Regions from separate parts of the Sus scrofa genome. Here all the other regions are linked to region 1. Evidence: chromatin contacts called from public HiChIP or PLAC-seq and promoter capture Hi-C data. All regions are on one chromosome and are shown on one strand. The core of a region is the stretch at or near the end of the contact, and the rest is flanking DNA. Distances in the headings are between cores, read along the strand shown.

Evidence for each region. Promoter capture Hi-C pulls out the DNA fragments that hold promoters and counts their contacts. HiChIP or PLAC-seq counts read pairs in DNA pulled down with a chosen protein or histone mark.
Region 2: an H3K27ac HiChIP or PLAC-seq map of alveolar macrophages shows a contact between it and region 1. The contact joins the promoter of ME3 here to the promoter of DLG2 in region 1. A contact is called at or near these places in 1 of 5 promoter capture datasets (fetal liver) and 1 of 2 datasets of contacts at active chromatin or transcription factors (alveolar macrophages).
Region 3: a contact with region 1 is called in a promoter capture Hi-C map of liver, with 8 times the contacts expected there. The contact joins the promoter of EED here to the promoter of DLG2 in region 1. A contact is called at or near these places in 1 of 5 promoter capture datasets (liver), 1 of 47 Hi-C or Micro-C datasets (heart right ventricle) and 1 of 2 datasets of contacts at active chromatin or transcription factors (alveolar macrophages).

Annotation. Positions count from the first base shown.
Region 1 is chr9:19,545,459-19,550,048 of Sscrofa11.1, forward strand. It overlaps DLG2 (disks large homolog 2), which reads right to left and starts at 1,959. Exons shown (of 27, transcript XM_021102307.1): 1 at 241-1,959. The coding sequence starts at 259. TMEM126B (transmembrane protein 126B) reads left to right here and starts at 2,206. Exons shown (of 6, transcript NM_001243600.1): 1 at 2,206-2,297. The coding sequence starts at 2,217.
Region 2 is chr9:20,486,269-20,490,858 of Sscrofa11.1, forward strand. It overlaps ME3 (malic enzyme 3), which reads right to left and starts at 2,747. Exons shown (of 16, transcript NM_001244258.1): 1 at 2,689-2,747; 2 at 2,188-2,385. The coding sequence starts at 2,370.
Region 3 is chr9:20,120,863-20,125,452 of Sscrofa11.1, forward strand. EED (polycomb protein EED) reads left to right here and starts at 2,215. Exons shown (of 12, transcript XM_013979229.2): 1 at 2,215-3,590. The coding sequence starts at 3,477.

The DNA.
Region 1 (4,590 bases), core at 709-3,208:
AAATGGTGATTTAGACCACCTGACTTACGAAAACACAAATGTCTATAATTAAACACTACAGTCCTGCTTCATTTTCACTTAGCAAAATATTACCAAATCATGAACCACAGAAAAGACATTATTACAATAACTATATCCCAAGCAAAATTTTACTCTCAAACGGAACACAATTTGAACTGCAAATACCAGAACCAAGAAAAAGGAGAAGCATATTATTATATAGGAAGCCTCTTAGCCCACCTCTCTTCTTGACTGGCATTCTTGGGTCTTTCGAAGGCCACAGGAGTCAGGATCTCTTTTCAGGTATCAACTTGATCCAGCTGGATGGAGGCCAAGAGCCAGGTAACTGTTGCAAACCACTTTACTGTTGGAAATCCAGGCTGTCTTCTCTTTCAAATAAGGAAAAAATGATGTATTCTTCCCACAAACTTTGACACTGCTGCCCACAGAGTTTAAAGAAAAATAGCTTTTGAGTTTTTCGGTGTTTATAAAATGTTTATTTTGTTTAAAAAGAAAATTATTGTCAGCGTAGAAAACATTATTAAAACTCCTCTTCAGGCAGCAACATTTTGGAAGTTCAATGACTAACTCAATTAAGGCACAAACCAAATTTACACAGCTGTCTCATTACTTAATACATGCTCAAATTCAAAAATGAACTCAATTCTTTAGAGAAAAACGTAAAACCCTCACACCCCCTCCAAAAAAAATGCTTTAAAAACCTCTTTTTAGACTCTAGCCTCTAAAAAGGTGGGTGAGTTTCGACAGTTTTCTGGGGCAGAAGACAGACTGAAAGGCCCCCCCCCCCTTCTGTTTACTGGACCACAAGTTCGGGATCTCACCCCCTCAGTAAGACAGAATCCAGCTTGCTGTCACTTTCATTTTTTTCTTCTGTGCTCTCCAAGCCCCTCAGGCTTGATCCTTAATGCCCCTCTGATTCTGATCCTCCCATGTATTAACCGAGAGGATTGAATAGAAGGAAAGCAATCCCTTGGCATGGAGACATTAAAGTGACAGTGCTACTCAATGGGCACTTGATGCAGGATGAGTTGGCGAAGATTTCTTCACACTGGAGTCATTCACATCATGCCATCTCTTCGCATCCAAGCAGCTCCCTGTCCGGCGAGGAAAAACACTGAGACTGTTCGAGGCAAGTCAAACCTTCCCCCAAAGGTGTTTTCTGAGACGCTGTAGTAGTAATAGGCATGTGAGCATAAGCTGTGCAAACGGTTCGCGGTTTCCTAAATGAGAGAGTTCGGCTGCTTGGCTTCCACATCCACCCTTTTTCTTTCAGTCTCTCTCCAAACTACCCACCTTGCTTTTGCAGAGAAGACAAGGAATCTCTCTGCTACCGCTGGCCACCCCTGCCCACACCCCGTTCTCATATAGAAGAGCACAAATGTCCTGCACCCTCCACGCGATGAAGTGTTTCCTCAGGCAGGAGAAACAGCAGCACTAGCAATTATATAACTCTCGAATTTGGCTTCTCTAAGACGTGGAGACTGGAGGGTCGGGGGCTGCTGGTCGGGAGATACTGCTGGCCACTGAACGTGCACAAAAGGGCGCCAGGCCTCCTTACAGCAGCGCCCCCCGCCCCGAAACATCGGCTGGCAAAGGGGGGGGGGTCTTCTCGGAGAGCCGGGGGGAGGGGTACAAATTTCTCTGTGGTCCCTTTCCAAGCGGGGTGAAAGGATGGAATATGAGGGAACTAAAAACTGAGGTGGAGAGTCTGAAGGCTGTGAGGACGAAGCTGGTCGGGGCTGCTCTGGCTGCCGGCTGGGGGTTATAGGGAGGAGGTGCCCGTGAAGCCTCAACACAAGGACCAGGCCAGAGGGGGAGCACCCTGAAGGAGTGAAAGGGGCGGGCAGCTCAGCCACAGCTAACGGAGGTGCCCTAAGGAGGGGAAAACGCGCAGCAAAATCCCTACGCTCGGACCGCCCCTTTGGGATGCTAGAATAGGGAGTTGGGCTAACAAATAGCTGGAGAAGGGAATGCGGGCGGGGAGGGGGGCGGGCCCACGGGCGTCTGGACCTCCTGGAAGCCAATGAGCGGCCCTAATTTCTGGATGCCGCGCCCAATCGCAACCAGGATGGAGGGCGCGGCTTTTGACTGGGTCGGGGCGGGCTGGGGCTGCAGGCGAGAGGCGTGAGCCGGCACCACTTCCCGCCCCGGGGGTTCTGGGTCCCCGCCCACCGCTGGTCACGTGAATCGCCAAAATGGCGGCGCTCGGACGTGGGGTTGGGGCTGACCTGGGAGCTGCAGAAGTGGGGCCTGTGGAAGCCGGAGAAGCGCCCAAGGTAGGTGGAAACCGAAGGTGGTATGCGCGGTGGCTTCTGCACCCTCACAGTGTTGGCAAACTTCTGAAATGATGCGTATAAAGGGGATTTGAAAGTCTAAAGAGAACAGCTCCGAAGTCCATACACGGCTCGGTTAAGTGCCCAGTTGCTTTGGAAAGAAGCGGAGAGAAAGTAGACTTGAAGTTTCTTCCTAATTGATGCTGTCTGTTTTCTCTTGCCTCGGTGCCTTTGCACCGGCCTTTCCCTCAGCTTGAAACACCTCCCTGCACCTATTTCCACTAGCCCCACCCCCCCCTCCAGATTTTCCTCTTTCGGATATTAGTTTAAATGCCACTTCCTCCGGGAAACCTACTCACACTTTTCCGTGGCTTGGTTCGGTTTGGCTTTTCTTATGTGTTTTGTTTTGTTGATGACACACGTTCTGCGTTTAAGTTCCCGGCCCTGTTGTCCTGACCTTTGCCTGGGTTTTGGGTTCTGAGAATACGATCACATCTTGCTTAACCGGGGGACTGTCAAATACCAGGTGAATGTTGAGTAAAGGATGAGTAAATTTTAAATAAAATTCTAATAAACCCACTATAAAGCCATAAAGTACTTTAGAAGATAAACCTACACACAGGCACTGTTACTGGTACAATCGTGGTGACCAGTTGAGTGGCCTTGCACTGGTTAACTTTTAGATAAAAAGTTGTTTATAGCGAAATCTTTGCATTTCAATACTTGTAAAAAGTGTATTAGAAAGTTACCAGTATATTTCTCTGCTTTAATAACAGTGCCTTCCCAAAACCAGGCACTCAATAAATGTTTGCTGTCCTGTTTCAGTATTTTAGGATCATAATCCTGGTTGTCTGTGTTCCCTAGATACTGAGAGCATAGACAGTGTAGATTGGTACAAGTCATTGCCTGGAAGTTTTCTTTGTGAGGGATGAGAGACTTCAGTGAACTGGATACCAGCAAAACAAAAATTTATCCAAAGTTTCTGGTTAATTATGTTACTGACATCTGCCTTAGATATTGCTGTAATCTTCATTCCCATTTACCATTTAGATGTCAGAGGCAAAAGATTACATCTAGTCCCTGAGAAACTGTGATTTGTACAATATTTTCCTTTTCTTTTTCTGTCCTCCCCCATTACTATTCATTGTGTAATACCAAAAGAAAGTTCAGAGGAGGAGTGCCCCACTGTGCACAGCAGAAACGAATCCAACTAGGAACCATGAGGTTGCGGGTTTGATCCCTGGTCTTGCTTAGTGGCTTAAGGATCCAGGTTGCTGTGAGCTGTGGTGTAGGTTGCAGACACTGCTCGATCTGGCGTTGCTGCAGCTGTGGTGTAGGCGGGCAGCTGTAGCTCCAATTCGACCCCTAGCTGGGAACCTCCATATGCCTCGGGTGTGGCCCTCAAAAGACAAAAAGACCAAAAAAAAAAAAAAAGCAAGAAAGTTCAGAGCCCATACCTTCAGGATGTTGATGCCATAGATGAACTGGCCTTTCATGATTAGGGTTAGGATTGGTACATATTATTTATTCAGCCAAATCAGTGATGTTCAGCATGCATCCATTGATCACTAGCATCAGAATCACTTGATGCTGTTAAAATTCAGATTTCTAGTCTTCACCTTTTTCTGTTGAATCCACATATCTCAGGAGAGAGCTCAAAAGACTGAATTTCAAATAAACTCCCCATATAATTCTACTTTATTATTATAGTTGATTTACACTGTTGTGTCAGTTTGTGCTATACAGCAAAGTGACTCAGTCATACAAACATATACATTCTTTTTTTTTTAATATTATTTCCCACCGTGGTCTATCCCAGCAGGTTGGATAAACAGCAGGACTTCATTGCTTATCCATTCTAAATGTAATAGTTTGCATCTACCAACCCCAAACTCCTAAAGCATCCCACTCCCTCCCCCCTTCTCCTTGGCAACCACAGTCTGTTCTCCATGTCTGAGTCTCTTTCTGTTTGTAGATAGGTTCATTTCTGCCATATTTTAGATTCCACTTGGAAGTGATAACATACGGTATTTGTCTTCTCTTTCTAACTTACTTACCTTAGTATGAGGATCTCTAGTTGCATCCATGTTGCTGCAAATGGCATTATTTTGGGGTTTTTTTTAGAGCTGAGTAGTATTCCATTGTATATATGTGCCACATCTTCTTAATCAGGTCATCTATCGATGCACATTTAGGTTCTTGTGCACATGAAATGCTGAGAATCACTAAGTATCCTCTGTGTCCATTATGCTTAATCCACACTGATTCCCTTGCCCAATACTCCTGAAATTTGAGA
Region 2 (4,590 bases), core at 1,497-3,996, 940 kb after region 1:
AGCCCCCAGGCAGGGCTGTTCCCTCCACTGTTTCCCCTCCCTCCTCAAGGGTGAATGGGGGAGGCCAACTCAGCATCACCCCAGATATCCCCTCTCCCTGACAAGCATCAGCTGACCTCAGGGATATACAAAAAAATCTTTAACGTCATGACAAGGTCAGGTCCCCTAGATTTATGGGCAGTGTCCGTTTGTACTATTTAGGAGGAGAAATTTTCCATCAAGGACAAGGGACAAGGGCTTTTAGGGAACCATAAACCTAGGGTAGAAAAGACAAAGCTTTCAAGGCCCTCTTTTACTTTTTAACTACTCATAGAGCATTAAGTGCCAATACTTCTAAAGCAATTAGAACAATCAGAGTCTGTGGTGGGGCTTCATTATTTTGCTTTCCAGCGTCCATTCCTCCTGCCTCCGATAACAAATACAGATTTACTTGGGGAAGGGGGATGAACCACATCCCCTTTATTCTAAACCAGGTGGAATGGGTGCCCCTAACCTAAACACTATCTTTCAATCCAGGGGGGAGCCCTGATGGCTTAAGTGATGGTGGTCGGTTTGGAGAATGGATGGAAAGGAATCCAATCAGAGTCCATGAGACAGAAAGAATATTTTTCTGAGACCTCAGAGAAAGTGTCCCTTTTCTTCCACAAGGGTTATCAGAAGAACGTGTCCTTCTATCCCTGGATGGTGTGGGGTGAGAAAAAGTGAAGGGGACTGTGGCAGCATGGAGGTGAAAGACTCTCCTGGATGGAGCATGAGGATGAAGCTGAGTAGAGAGCCAGAGAGAATGTGCATCCTGAGAGATGCCACCCAGACTGCTGAGTCAAACTCACCTGCAACCCCTCCTTCCTCTAAATAGTGAGTTGAAGAAGGCTTTTATTGGCTAAGCCAGTTTGAGTTCATTTTGCTAACACTTTTACCAAAGCAAATTTAAATTCATAAAACACCCCACCCATTCCAAAGTTGTAATATACATAGGATTTAGGGTTCCTTTTTTGGGAGGAAGCAGGGGGCACTGTGTGATAGGTGGAGGTTGAGAGAAAAAAATTCCTTTCTCAGCCTCTTCTATTAATTCTGCAGGAAACAGTCACATACTGAACATTGACATAATTGTCCCTATTTCTCAAAAACACCTTTTCCACAAGAACTTCCGCCCTTGACTTTCACAATCCTAATTCAAAGAAATTATTACAGTTCTTATTTTGTAGTAATTATTTATTTACCAAGCACTTTATATAGTTTAAAATATGATTTCAAATTCAGTAATTCATTTGACTGTCATAATAACTGAATGTGGTAGGAATGGTGGGTTTGTCTAACATCCACCTTAAGCAACAGAAAGTGGCACTCAGAGAAATTGAGATGCCCAAGCTAACTTGAGGAGGTGCCCGGAGACAGGCGTCAAGTCTCTGGCTTCCTGGGTTTTTAACACCCGTGATACTAAACTTGACTCTCAGGAACAAACGTGTGTGCTCTTAGGCACTGCTAACAAGCAGTGAGCTGAACTTGACCCAAGCACCAGAGATCCAGCCCCAGATTTCAGCGGCAGAGCCAAAACTAGCTGGTGACCTTGGGCAAGTTCCCTTTGTCTTGTTTTCTCATTTGTAAAAGGAGAGGTTTGAATTAGCATATCTGATGCCCCTTCAAGGTCTAAACGTTCTTATAATTCTAGACTTTTTGGTCTCTGCTCAAATCAACCTTTTTCTCAGAATAATTACAATTTTAGCTGACATGTGCTCCCACGGGGTGTCAGATACTGTGCTAAGGACTCTGCCTCCATTTTCTCTTGAAAGCTCACAATGCTGCTGAGACAACTGCTTCCGCTTTTACGGAGGGGGAACTTGGCCTGACAGTGATTAAATGAACTGCCCAAGAGCAACAGAATCACTAAGCATCAAGGGGAGATCCGACCCCACGTCGGACTGGTCATGAGGACCTTAACCCCGTCTGTATGTTTGAAGAAATTGGGCTCCCTGCGTTACTGATCACCTCTTTCCAGGGAGAAGAGGAGTGGTTAAAAAATAAAGGAAGAAATACAAGCCAAACCGAGTTACTGCAAGCTTCCCCCGGCAAAAATGGAAAGCCACTGGAAGGGCGGCTGGGAGGATCCTTCCCGGGCCCAGGGGGCGGGGCGCCCTCCGGCCGGCGCTGGATAGCGGCTTGGGCCATCCCACCCTCCGGGACCGTTACCTTGTTGAGATGCGGATTCCTGGTGACATCGTATCCGCGCTTCTTCAGGGGCACAGGACGCGGCAGGCCCGTCTTGGAGTGGCAGCCTCGGGCGGGCGCGGGGGGTGCCCAGCGCCGGACGGCGCCGCAGGCCTGGCGGGGCAGGAGAGCCACCCGCGCGCCGCTGCCCAGCGACGCACCCATGGTCCTTGCGCAGACCTGCCACGGGGAGAAACCAAGGTCAGGGGCGCCGCCCGGCCAGCCGGGACCTACGCGCGTCGAGGGGCACAGAGTCTCAGCCAGGGATGCGTCCGCAGGGTTCAAGCCGCGCAGCCCCTGCCCCTCCCCCGCGGCCACCTGCGCGACTCCCTCCCGGCGCTTGCGGCGCGCAGGCCTCGCCAAGCCCCGGGCAAAGCGAAAGCAAGCTCAGGAAGTAGATCCCGTGCGGGCAATAGCCCGCGCCACCTCTGCCCCAGTCCCCGAGAGAAAAAGCGGCGACTGCGCGGCAAGGATTCCCCGCACCTCCAATCCCGATCGGTGGCGGTGGCGCGCCTGGGTCTCTGGCTTCCCCAGCCCACCTGTGCTGCGCCCGGAGCTGAGTCTACGCGACCCGGCTGCGGGGCAGGCGGGGCGAGGCGCTGCGGGGCCGTTTCCCTCCTGCCAATGAATGTACCGCGCCCGAGGCCGCGAGAGCGCGAGGCTGGTGCTTTATGGAAAGAGAGGTCCGGAAACCTTTGTTCGCAATGCGGGGTTTCCCTCAGGGTGCGCGTGGAGAGCCTCACAGCTAGGTGCAGTGCCTCCGCGGTGCCAAAATGAACCTCAGGATGCCACCCCTCCAACTCCCAACCTCTCCACTTGACAAGCCAAATGCACAGAGGGGGCTTGGCATTTAGGGGTCAATAACCCCTTTTACAATCCCACCCTTTGGAGAAGGCCCTGGCTTCTGGGTAAGGAGTAGAAACCGTCAGGCACCCAGGGCTTAGTGTTGTGTTGTGTTGTCAGGTTCAATAGCCATTAGCCACTCGCGTCTCTATATATTTACCCAAGTCCATTTAAATGGAATAAAATTTAAACTCCACGTCCTCAGTTAAACCAGCAACAAAGCAGGTACTCGAGATCCACCTGAGCTTTGGGTTAGGCCAGCACAGGTGTGGAACATTTCTATCCTTACTGAAAGTTCTATGGGACATCAATGATATAGGGTCCACAGTCCTGGGGACCCCAGGAGCATGACATGGGTTGTTGGGACCAGGCAAGAACCTTGGAGTCCATCTAATCCTGAACCTAATTTTACACTTTTTCCACACAGTAGCCAGGAAATTCCTATTAAAGCAAACATTTAATTGCATGTGGAATAAAATCCAAATTCTTTTTGGGGTCTGCTAGTTATCCCATAGCCTGGTCCCTGCCAACTTCTTCAGGCTCATCCCACTCCAGTCTCCCTCTCACTGATCTCTAGCCACGCTTGCCCCTTTCTGTGTTTCCACCCCAACCACAACTCTCTCAGCTCAGGGCCTTTGCACTTGCTATTGCCTCTGTTTGGCACACTCCGCCCATGCTCTCAGATCTCCACTAAGTTGTCAGCTTGAAGGTTTTTCCTCCACCCAGTCCAATGTCAGCCTCCACTAGGGATTATGTGGTGAAGGACTTTTCTGTTTGCAAAACTCAACACAACCAGTAATCGGCTCATTTTCTAATCATTGTTGACTGTCTCCCCCTAAAATGTAAGCATCATGAGGAAAGTCTCTTTGCTTGTAAACCCCTGTATCCTCACTCTCTAGCTTAATGACTGGTACATAGTTGCACAATAAATAGATGTTGGGTGAATGAAGGAAATGACAGCCACTTTCATAAGGACTATGAACCCTCAGACTGACTGCCAGACAGATGGCAGGGTCCTCTACTGACTTCCCTGCTCACCTCCCACGCAAGCAGCCTTCAGCGTGTGCGCAAAGTACACAGCAGACATTGTGCTGCTGGGAACTGCCTCTGCCTGGATCAGGATTCCGATCCTTTGACACAATCATCGCCTCCTTCTTTCTCTCCCCTTACCAGTCCCATCTCCAATTTGCAGCCCAATTATCTACCTAAAAGCACATTCCAAAACAGAATTGAAATTACCTGGTGGGGGAATGCAGGGGGCGGGGGCAGCACAGATTTCCAGGCCCCAGCCACAGAGAATCCATTTCAGTAGGGTTCAAATGCCTAAAGTCTGGTTTACTCTTGGTCATTTACATAAACACATAAATGATCTTTTTTTTTTTTTTCCTAAACCAGTTTGAGTCAGAATTTTGATTGCTTGCAACTGGAGGTATTAACTGATATTTTCCTCTCAACACCATTTTTATATTTGTTAATCTTCCCACCAGTGGACACATCTTGAGGTTAGAGTATGTGTGTGTGTGTGTGTGTGTGTGTGTGTTG
Region 3 (4,590 bases), core at 965-3,464, 580 kb after region 1:
CTTATAATTTTTAAGATTTTTAATAGGTAACTATACTGAAACTAATAACATAAAAATAGCACTCTAATTAGCATACCATATGGTAAATCAGAAGAGGGCTCAAAGGAGCTTGACTAAAGACAAACTGTAGTGAGGCTCCTCTGAGCCCTGTTCTCAACTAGTCCTTATCCTTCCGCCTGCCTAGTTCAGATGTAGCAACAATTCTGTGAAATCAGTTTAGAAAGAATCCTCCCTCCATTCTTGATATCTGATAACCTTGGCAAGTCAGTTTAGGAAGAACTCCACCCCACCCTCCACCCCAAAAAACCACACACAAAATTTTTTAAGTTAAAAAATTTTAAAAATAATTATAAAAAGACAAACAAATGAAGAATGTCCCTACCCTTCATGTCTCCTCTAGTAAATTTCCATCCACTAAGCCCCCATAGGGGAGGAATGTCTTCCTCTACCCTCCCAGAATTGACAGCAGGGCCTATAGAATAAACTGAAAACAGCCAAATTAACAGGAAAAAGGTATACAAATTGACTCATTTTTAGTATTATATGCACAGGGCCATTGAGGGGGAAAAAATGAATATCCCCCAAAAGCAATAATCTTTGATAGCTGATACCATCTCAACAGGAGAAGGGGTAAGGGGACATATGCTGCTTAGGGGAGAGTAAGTCATTTTTTGGAAAGATGAATGAGCCCTTCGAATAGATGGGAGATGATGGCAGTTCATGACAAAGTTTGTCTGAGGGTGGTGTCAACTTCTGACTTGTAACTTCCTCTTCTGTGATAAGAGCCAACCTTTCCCTGGCTGACCCAACCCCTGGGGAAGGGATTCGTGACAGTTCAGTTCCTTTTGGAGGATCTGTCTTTAGGGAGATGAGTGGGACTCAAAGAAATCTGTTTTTCAAGTACCTTCAGCTCAAAATAATATACCAAAGCAGCATATTGCATGTGGCATGTCCTGCACTCCGTCCCCACCCCTACCCACCACTCCGCTCCATGATTATAAATCTCCACCTAATCCTGCTGTATTCAGAGTTGAGCCCAATTTCTTTCTCCTCCTGTGACGGTCTTGACACTTATTACAACAGTCCTAAATGAAGTTCTTTTCTGTTCTCACAAGTGTCAGAATAATTTTTGTCTTTTTAGGGTCGCACCCGTGGCATATGGAGGTTCCCAGGCTAGGGGTCAAATCAGAGCTGCAGCCGCTGGCCTACACCACAGCCACAACAACACCACATCTGAGCCTCACCTGTGACCTATACCACAGCTCATGGCAACACCGGATCTTTAACCCACTGAGTGAGGCCAGGTATCACACCTGCATCCTCATGGATACTAGTCAGATTCATTTCCTACTGAGCCACAAGGGGAACTCCAGAATAATTTTTAACATTAGCAATAATGAATAAAACCAATTTCCATATATTATCCCTGACTCATCAGACACATTTAAAAGATATCTCTCCAAGTTTTAATAAAACTCTTTAAAAATATTTTCGCGTTTTGGGTAACATGAAGGCCGAAAGGCATTTTCCTTCCATATGTGTCCTTTACCCAAATGTTCAGCAATTTTCTAATTTTATGACTATAAGTGATTTCCACTTTCCAGCTCCCATTGATTCCCAAATACACAGAGTAATTTGGATTAGAAATGCCTTAGCTCATTATCCTTTTTTTTTTTTGGTAGAGCTATATTTCATAAACATCCTTCTCAAGAGACAAGCGGGGTATGTTTGTTTCTGCGCATGAAAATGTCATGCCAAACCACATCTTAGTTTCTCAGTGGTTGACTCTATACCAGTTTCATCTCTCTCTCTCTCACCAACTGAGTGCTTAGTAGTGCCTGGAATGTTAGGATTTCAACAAATAAATGCAATTACTATTATTAAGATATGGACTTTAATTTTTCAGCCTCATTTTTGTCTTCATTGCAAAAAAAAAAACTTATTCTGCCTTGCTTTTTGCTTTACCTTTTCTCATTCTCAACAGAATCCTCTCCCTATCTCCAAAAGAAAGAGTGATTTGCAATCCGCAGTTAATGAAACAGATAATATTCTCTATGTTAAAGCATCATGCAAAAGTAGTTCAAGTACACTAGAATTTAATAGATGGGGCACTCTCAACTGTTTATCCAACAGGCTATGTAATGAGGTTTAAAAGAGGAAAAAACATATAATATCACGCACCTTTCTTTTTTTTTTTTCTTTGTTGTTCAGTTATGTGGCTTAATGACCCATCTAACAAATTCACCAGGATCACCAATTTATTTAGCATCTGTCAAGCGCCCAGATTTTGATGAAATCTAACAGTTTTGTGGCCTGCACCTAAAATTTTATTGTATCGGATTTGCCGTCACTTAAGTCTCACAGTTTCAAACAAAGTTGGAGATGACCATTGATTTTTGGGCCTTGGCATTGTCCAGGGCCTTGATAACCCTTTAACAGTTAAAGGAGTACTTTGAGCTGTAACTCACTGGAGTCTAGGATATTATAGTTTTAGGATATTCTTACTTAAACTCTTCTCAATAGTAGCACCAATTGGACGAGGATAATCATTCATCGTAATAAATATTCACCAGAATAAATATTCATCAAAAAAAATTATGACGCATTCAGGGACTACGATTTGGTACCGCTTTGAAATCCATCTTAGGCTACGGAAACCCGGTGGAAGACTACCTGGTTCAGCAAAGACTTCGAAGAGGCGGGGCTTGGAGGAGGCGGGTCCGGACAACCAAGCGCGAGAATACGCCCCAGCGCATGCGCACCTATGAGCGGGTAACTTCCATTTGTTAGGCAGGGGAGGCAAGTGAGAAACAGTCTACAGTTTTAAATTTCTATTCTCACCCGAAAATGAGATTGTGAACAGGTCCATGAACAATTTGAGAGCGTTAGCCTCTGAGGTTAAGGTTATGGACACTTGCCATATACCCCTAAATCAAGAGGTGACTTCTCATCTCTTCCCCCGTCCCCTAGGATATTGGTGGTCTAGTCCATTCCACAGACTTTCGAGTCCTTGCAGCGGGTCGGGGATCGAAGGATTGGGCCAATTGCGACTGAAACGTCTTTGGAAAGAGGAAGGGGGTGAGGGGGCATCCTTCTGAGTTCCGCCTCTCTTTTTTCGACGCGGTCGTGGGGAAGGGGAACGTACGAAATACTGCCCTTGAAAGCCAACGGATCACACCTCTCCGTGCAAACTGCCGGGAGGGCGGCGGGAAAAGGGCAAGACGGGAGTGGGTAAAGGGAAGGATCCAGGAAGCCGCGCGGGAGGGCGCGCGCGCGCGCGCCCCTTTTTCAGCAGTGTGGCGGGGTCGCACGCACGCCCGCCTCGGCGGCTGGGCGCGGTTTGCGACAGTGGGGGGAGCGGTGGAGGTGGCGGCGGCAGTGGCAACTTTGCGGCAAGCTCCGGCCGGGCTTGCTTGACGGCGGTGTGGCGGAGGCCCCGCCCTAGGCGGCAGGAACCTGGAGGGAGGCGGAGGAATATGTCCGAGAGGGAAGTGTCGACAGCGCCGGCGGGAACAGACATGCCTGCGGCCAAGAAGCAGAAGCTGAGCAGCGACGAGAACAGCAACCCGGACCTCTCTGGAGACGAGAATGTGAGTGCAGTTCTGAGCAGTTCAGATGGGACTCCGGAGTGAAAGTTTTAAATTCTTTTTAAACTGTAGGCGTGGGGGCGGGCTGGTGGCTGTGGGGGGAGGGAGAGGTGTCACACTCTACTCAGGAAAACGCGGGCGTGGAGGAGAAAATCGAACTTGTTTCTAAGGGGGTTTTGAGCTGAGGCCGAGAGTGAACGGAAACTTGGCGAAGGAGAGTGGTTTAAGAGAGCGAGATGGCAGAGGGTCAGAGGGGTCTGGGTCCTTTTGAGAGGATGGGGAGTGTTCGGGCCTTTGGGAGATTTTGTCCGAGTGCAGAGCTGAGACTCTAGTAGTTTAAAAGGCAAGTTAGAGGCTTTTCTAAGAAAGTTGGAAGGAGGGGCTAGCGTGTTATGGACTTTTAAAATGGAATTTAGGGACCGTGTCACTCTTAGAGCCTTCTGACTGTCCAGGATGGGAGGAGTAGATCTTAGACCTAAGACGTTTAGACGACTCTTTTAAAGGGGCATTTGTGTCTGCTCTTATCTTGTCCATGGATAAGGGGTGCGCCTGACAGTCGGATTCTTCTCAGGAGGAGAATTGAGAGGGTCGTCTACTGACTTGGAGGAGGAAACGATCCTTGAGGAAGGAATGAGAAGGGAGTTACTCTCTTTTAAGTTTTCACTAAGATAAAGGGGACGACCCCTGGAAGATTTTAGGCCAACTGCGGTTAGATCCTTTTAAGTAGGGGCTCATGGCCTCGCATGTGCAAGGTATTTTGGAATTAGATTTTTTTTTTTAAACTCTAAAGTGGATCTTGGTAATACTCTAGTCCGTCCCAACAGTTGACCCCATTGTATTTAGGTGAGACTCCGGTAACAACCGAATCGACGTTAATTTTCAGCTTCAGGTTTTAAGTGTATATCCATTAAGGTCAGCAAAATGTCTTGACTTAAAGACGGTACTCTAAAATGTGAACCTTCCGGGGAAAAACATCTGATCATCTTTTTAAAAATCTTCAAAA